Regions from separate parts of the Hordeum vulgare genome. Here region 2 is linked to region 1. A link is a contact called in public Hi-C data. All regions are on one chromosome and are shown on one strand. The core of a region is the stretch at or near the end of the contact, and the rest is flanking DNA. Distances in the headings are between cores, read along the strand shown.

What was found. Hi-C and Micro-C count contacts between places; a contact is called where the count stands out from the background.
Region 2: a contact with region 1 is called in a Hi-C map of leaf, with 2.6 times the contacts expected there. The contact joins the promoter of LOC123412856 here to the enhancer-like site in region 1. A contact is called at or near these places in 3 of 6 Hi-C or Micro-C datasets (leaf and seedling).

The regions. Positions count from the first base shown.
Region 1 is chr7H:495,837,986-495,841,176 of MorexV3_pseudomolecules_assembly, forward strand. No RefSeq gene overlaps it. Among protein-coding and RNA genes, the nearest start is that of LOC123412856, 100 kb to the right of the region's middle. Within about 2 kb of position 1,691, at least 1 of the 3 cell types and tissues checked has open chromatin away from gene starts, as enhancers often do. A contact at or near this core is called in leaf, where this site is marked.
Region 2 is chr7H:495,938,000-495,940,932 of MorexV3_pseudomolecules_assembly, forward strand. It overlaps LOC123412856 (F-box/kelch-repeat protein At1g80440-like), which reads right to left and starts at 1,365. Exons shown (of 1, transcript XM_045105802.1): 1 at 1-1,365. The coding sequence starts at 864.

The sequences.
Region 1 (3,191 bases), core at 441-2,940:
GTGTCCACTCGAACTTTTTATCCTTCTTGAGGAGTTCAGTCAGAGGCTTTGCAACCTTGGAGAAATTCTCGACGAAGCGGCGACAATAGCTCGCTAGACCAAGAAAACTCCTAACTTGCTTAACCGATTCAGGTTGAGTCCAATCAAGGACAACTTGAACTCTCTCGGGATTGACAGTAATACCCTTACCAGAGATTACGTGGCCTAGATAGGTCTCTGCTAGCCTCATCTGTATGTCAACAGCAAGTACAAGCCTGAGCATCCTGACGTGCGCTGGCCAGCAGCGCATCAACATGGTGTCGATAGCAGCGTTGCGAGACTGAACTTGGACTAACACAATTAGAACGTGAAAAACAAATAAACAATTCTTGCTTCACTAACAAATAACCTGGTCGTGATCGAGTAGACTGCATCAGCGATGCTCGACGTCCAGACGAGATAGCAGAGACAAATGTGAGTGTTGCCTGTACTGGATAGGAGACGATGCAAACGACACAGACACGCCCAATATGCTGGTGAGGACAGGGCCGGTGCCGATGATGAAGAGCATGAGTAGAGGCGAGCAACTTTCAACAATCACTTTTAACGATCTCAAAGTGTAAGTGGTAAGTGCGTGATGATCGAAACTTATTGTCCACGTAGAAGCACAGAAGAAAAGAATTACTAGTTTCTCATGCATCATGGTTGGCTTCCTCACACGAACATCACATCGTCTCCGCAATTCCAATCGGCCTTGGCTGCCTGTTGGACCGGTGCATCTTTTGAAGCAGAGGCGGCAGGCAACACTCGGTGTCCTCGCTGGGTGACGCAGCTCACGGCGCGAGAAGCTGCTCAGACCAGGAGATGACGCGCAATTAAGCTGGTGCCTATTGATCTAGATGAGAGGATATCTCTGCCTTTGCCTTCACGTAATCCACCTCTTCTCTCTTCTCGTCGTCTTTCTTAAGTCGATATTTATGAGAGCGGTTAAGGAAAGACAGAAAGAGATACCGAGTTAGAGTCCAATTGAGAGTCCGCGAAACGAAAGACGGAATAATAAAAGAAACTTGTTCTTGGATCATGGTTTTTATCTGAAAAGTCAAGGATTTTTTAGCAAAATAGTATGACGGACTAAGAATACATATTTCTTTCATTAATAGGTATAGATTCTTAAATTTTAGAAAATGTTCCAAAATTTGAAAAAAAATCACAATTTAATAATGTGTTCACAATTTAATAATTTGTTCACAATTTGAAATTTATTCATGTTTCGATTTTTATTATAAATGAAAAAATGTTTCATGGTTTCAAATTTGTTCATGTTTCAAATTTTGTTCACAATTTGAAAATTGTTCATGGTTTCAATATATTTTTCTAGATTCAAAAAATGTTCACGGATTTATAATTTTATGCATGAATTTTAAATTTGTCTATATTACAAAATTTATTAAAAATTCAAAACATGTTTGCTGTTTTAAAAAATGTTCTGAATTTTCAAATATTATTTTTCCAATCCTAAATATTTTTGCTTCAAATTAGAAAAGAAAAGGAAAAAAGAAAGAAAAAAGAACAAAAAAAGAAAAAAGAACATAAGAAGAAAAGAAAAAAGGAACAGAAAAAAGTAGAAAAACAAATCTGGGCCAGTCCGGTCGGGCGACCCCCTGCGCGTCCGCTTGGCAGTTGCCGTAACGAACGGCGCATAGGAGGTCCCGGTTTAATGTAGGACATGGCTGGCAGCAGGGTGGGCTGGTGAATCATCAATAATTGTTTGATGGACCTATGTGGCGCTGCAGAGAGTTCTACATTTATTTCCACCAGGTGTTAGATTTTTTGTCTAGTTACCATTCAACATTTCCTATTTGGCGTCACAGGCATCAGTTAACATGCATTTTTGGTAATTGCCGCATGTGGCGTTCGTAATGGGCCGGGCCTTCAAGGCGCCGGTTGACGATTTTTTTTAGAAATCCTACAAAGTTTTTTTAAATATTGATGATTTTTTAAAAAATTTAACGAATGTTCTTTAAGATTGATGAACTTTTCTCTGAAAATCTATGAATCTTTTCTAAAATATTAAAATTCTATTAACTTTTCTGAATGTTGATGAACTTTTTTGAAATTTGGTGAACATATATTTGAAAACGAATGTTTTTTTGTCAAATTTAATGATCTTTTTAAATATTTGTGAATTTTTTTTCAAAAATACATGAACCTTTTTCTGAATTTCTATGAACTTTTTTCAAATTTAATGAACTTTTAGAAATTTAATTAACTTTTTCCAAATTGGATGAACTTTTTTTCAATTTCAATGAACTTTTTTCAAATAGACGAACTTTTCTGAAATAAATGAACCTTTTTTAAAGTTAAGAACTTTTTTCAATTAGATGAACATTTTCTTCAAATCTGTAAAAAAAAATATTACATATTTTTTTGTAACATAGATTAAATCTGCACTTTTTTCTACTAGATCAACAAAAGAACAACAGATAAAAAAACTAAGCATCACGCTATTGGGCTGGCCCATGCGAACGAGGGTGTAAGCGCCGGATCGTTAACGGGCGCCTGCAGCGCTGCATAGTATCTCCCTTACCATTCATCCCCTTCTTGTGGTTGTGGTATAGCAGTGTGACTTCATTTCATGGGTGGATCTCAGTCCATAGCGGGGCAGGCGACGAATGGCTAGAGTTCTTCTTCGAGGAGGCCTAATCAGGATAAACTGTTGGGAACCTTGCACTCTGTGTTATAGTTCTAAGTGTTGCGAACCAATTATGCTATGGTGCCTAATCTTGTGTGATTCGTGTGCCCATAGTTGTTGGATCTGAGACATGATTTTTCTGGGATGTGTTGCAGCTTGATTCCTAGGGTGAATGTCATTTAACTCTTAGGGGGAGGGTAGAGATCGTTGTTGTGGAGTCCGTCATTGCTTCTATTCATGAAGATTAAGGACACTTCAAAGATTTGGTCGCCTCTCAACCCATCGCTCGCAGGGAGGACGCGGACTCACAGAGCACGCCAGAGTAGGACGACACCTGGAGGAGACAATGGCGGCGAAGAGGACATTAGCTCGTACTACGGTGCTAGTAAGGTGGTTGCCGACTCAAACGAGATGGCTCGTGAAGATATCATCGACGCACGCATTAGAGAATGTGTGGATCCAGAAGGCGTGGTCGTCTCTAACTCGAAGCGCTCGCTGGACTCAACAGTAATAAATTCAT
Region 2 (2,933 bases), core at 115-2,614, 100 kb after region 1:
CGCTACACAGCAGGTTCTCGGGCACGCGCCGTCCTCGAGCAGGCCCTCCTGGACAGTGCCCCAGGCCGCCGTCACCGGGTCGAAGGCCTCGGCAGAGCCAGCGAACCGCCCCTGCGCCTGCGTCGGGTACCCGCCGACGACCAGGAACCTGCCGCCGACGCAGAGCCCGCGCGGCTCGTCGCGCTCCTCCGCCATGTCCGGGAGCGCGGCCCACGCGTCGGAGTCCGGGTCGTACGCGAGCGCCGACCGGAGCGCGTTCTTCTCCTCGTCGTGCCCGCCGGCGACGTATACTGCCCCGGCAACGGCCGCGGTGGCGAAGAACGACCGGCGCGGGCCCGGCATGGGCGCCCCGCTCCGCCACGCGCCTGTCAAGAAGTCGTACACGTACACCGAGTCCGTCGGCGCCCACGACTCCGGGTCCCACCCGCCGACGACCACGAGCCGCTTCCTCCCCTGCGCGCCGTCCACCGCGGCCACCTGGCAGAACAGGGGCAGGCTCCCGGTCGGGCCGGGCAGCAGAGGCAGCGGGGCCCACCGCCCCTCCACCGGGTCCAGCAGCACCGTCCTGTAGTTGTTCGCGGGGCCGCCGTTGGCAGCCGACGCCGACGAGTGCTTGTGCGCCGGGCCAGGCTCGACGCGCTCGGGCTGCGCCTGGACCATGGCGAGCACCGGGCGCGCCAGCCCCTCGGCGCGGCGCAGGCGGCCGTAGCCCGGCGACTCGACCTCCTCCTTCCACTGCCGCGAGATGCGGCGCACCGCCGGCAGCTGGTCGAACCCCACCCGTATGAGGCACTCCCTCGCCACCTCCTCCGGCAACCCCGGAATCAGGTCGGCCATTGCTGACGCCTCAAAGCAGCTGCTCATCAATGAACTTGAAGTGAAGTGAGCAAGAAAAGAGTGAGAGCGTGCTTGATCTGCTGTGTGCGAGAGCTGTGTGCTGATGTTCTTGTGTGCGGCGAGTGGCGGGAGTGGCGCGCCATATTTATACAGAAACAGAGGAATCGTATGGGACTGGGGTGTGGTGTGGGGCCGGGACGGTTTGGAGCTTATCGTCGCGTACTTGCGGGAGGCGGATTCTTCCAGATCTTTTAGCGGCGTCGCGGTCTGTTGAAAGGGACGACAGTGTCGTGGTGCAGCAAGCGATCTGTATGTGGTATGGCGGCGGTGCAAGGGAAGGGATAAGGTGGATTTTCTCAAGGTTTATCGCATGCAATCCTAACCTGGATCTTATTTGTACCAGACGCCTTGCAGAAGCTCTTTTTTTTTTGGTAAGGTTTCCAGTACTACTATCTGAGACAGATTTGCGCCTTCCCAACTCCCAAGCAAAGCCGTCTGGAGGAAATCTCGATACAAGTAGAGAAGTGGAGATGAGGAGGCGTGCGGTGTGCGCATGAATATACAAGTAGACTACTGGTGTTTTACGAGTATTGTGATGAAGAAACGATATCCCTGCAAAATGTAAGCTAGCGAATTCCAATTGGCGTTTCCTTCCAACAAAGCAGCTGCCGAACCGAGCTCGTCTACGGATTGATCCCAAAGCCGTGGCGCCGGGCAACCAATGCGCAAGGCCCACGTTGGCCTGAAAAATCCGTGCGCTGCTGCATGATTACCTTGTCGGCTCGTCCCGCTCCGAACGGATAGATTCTCCGTCCGAGTCAGCCGCGGCTCACGGTTCCTGTTCCCTGCAGCAGCAGTTTCCGCCGCATTCCATCGCGCCGCAGCCCGCAGCTGATTTGAGTATAAGGCTGGTTGTAACGGGAGTATCGTATACTCATGCATATGATACTAGTGTATGATACTACATTTGTAATGCGTAGTATCATGTGCTAGTATCATAGAACGGTTCATTTATTGTCATGCATAACACATAATAGCATAACATTTAATATGATACAGTATCATAATATGATACTCAATCCTCATTTTCTTCATTTAATTTCATGCCACCTCATCAAATATGCCTAGTTGGCATGCATGATACTTCCTCCGTACCAAAATATAAGTCTTTTAAGATATTTCACTAGGTGTCTACATACGGAGCAAAATGAATGAATCTATACTCTAAAGTATGTCTATATGCATCCGTATGTAGTCCATTAGTTGAATCTCTAGAAATATTTATATTTAGGAACGGAGGGAGTACTACTTATGATACTCCCATTACAACCAGCCTAAGGCTGGCCATAGTAAGGGTATCATAGCTAGTAACATAGTCTTGGGACTAGCAAACATGCTGATGTGGTAAGTAATTAAAGAAGAGAAAGAGGATTAGAGTAACATAGGTAGATACCGTAACATGTTAAATGATATACTACTATGTGTCATGCATGTCAATAAATAATATCACATATGATCCTAGTTTATGATATTATGCACTATGAAGGTAATATCATACTCGTATACAATAGTAACATATGCATATGTTACTCTCCACTATGAGCAGCCTAAGGCTGGTTGTAATGGGTAGTATCATACTTCCTTCGTCCGGAAATACTTGTCCTAAAAATGCATATAATGAATGTATCTACAATTAAAATAAGTCTAGTTTCATTCATCTCTAGGACAAGTATTTGTGGACGGAGGTAGTATACTAGTATCATGCATATGATATTAGTCTATGATACCACATTCGTGATGCATAGTATCGTATGTTACTAATAGCACATCATTTAATATGATACTCAACCTTTCTTTCTTCATTTAATTGTATGTCATCTCATCAAAATTGCCTAGTTGTTATTTATGATACTACCTATGATACTTCTATTATGGACAGCCTAATATTTTAGAATTTTGATTTGAGTGAGTATAAATAAATACACTGACAGTGGGACTGCACGAGACGTCCATGGAATCGGGCCACGTGTGCGGTCCGGATGAGATAGCCATGGAGTTTTTTATGAGTTTTATTAAAACACTTACGCTTGAGGTGA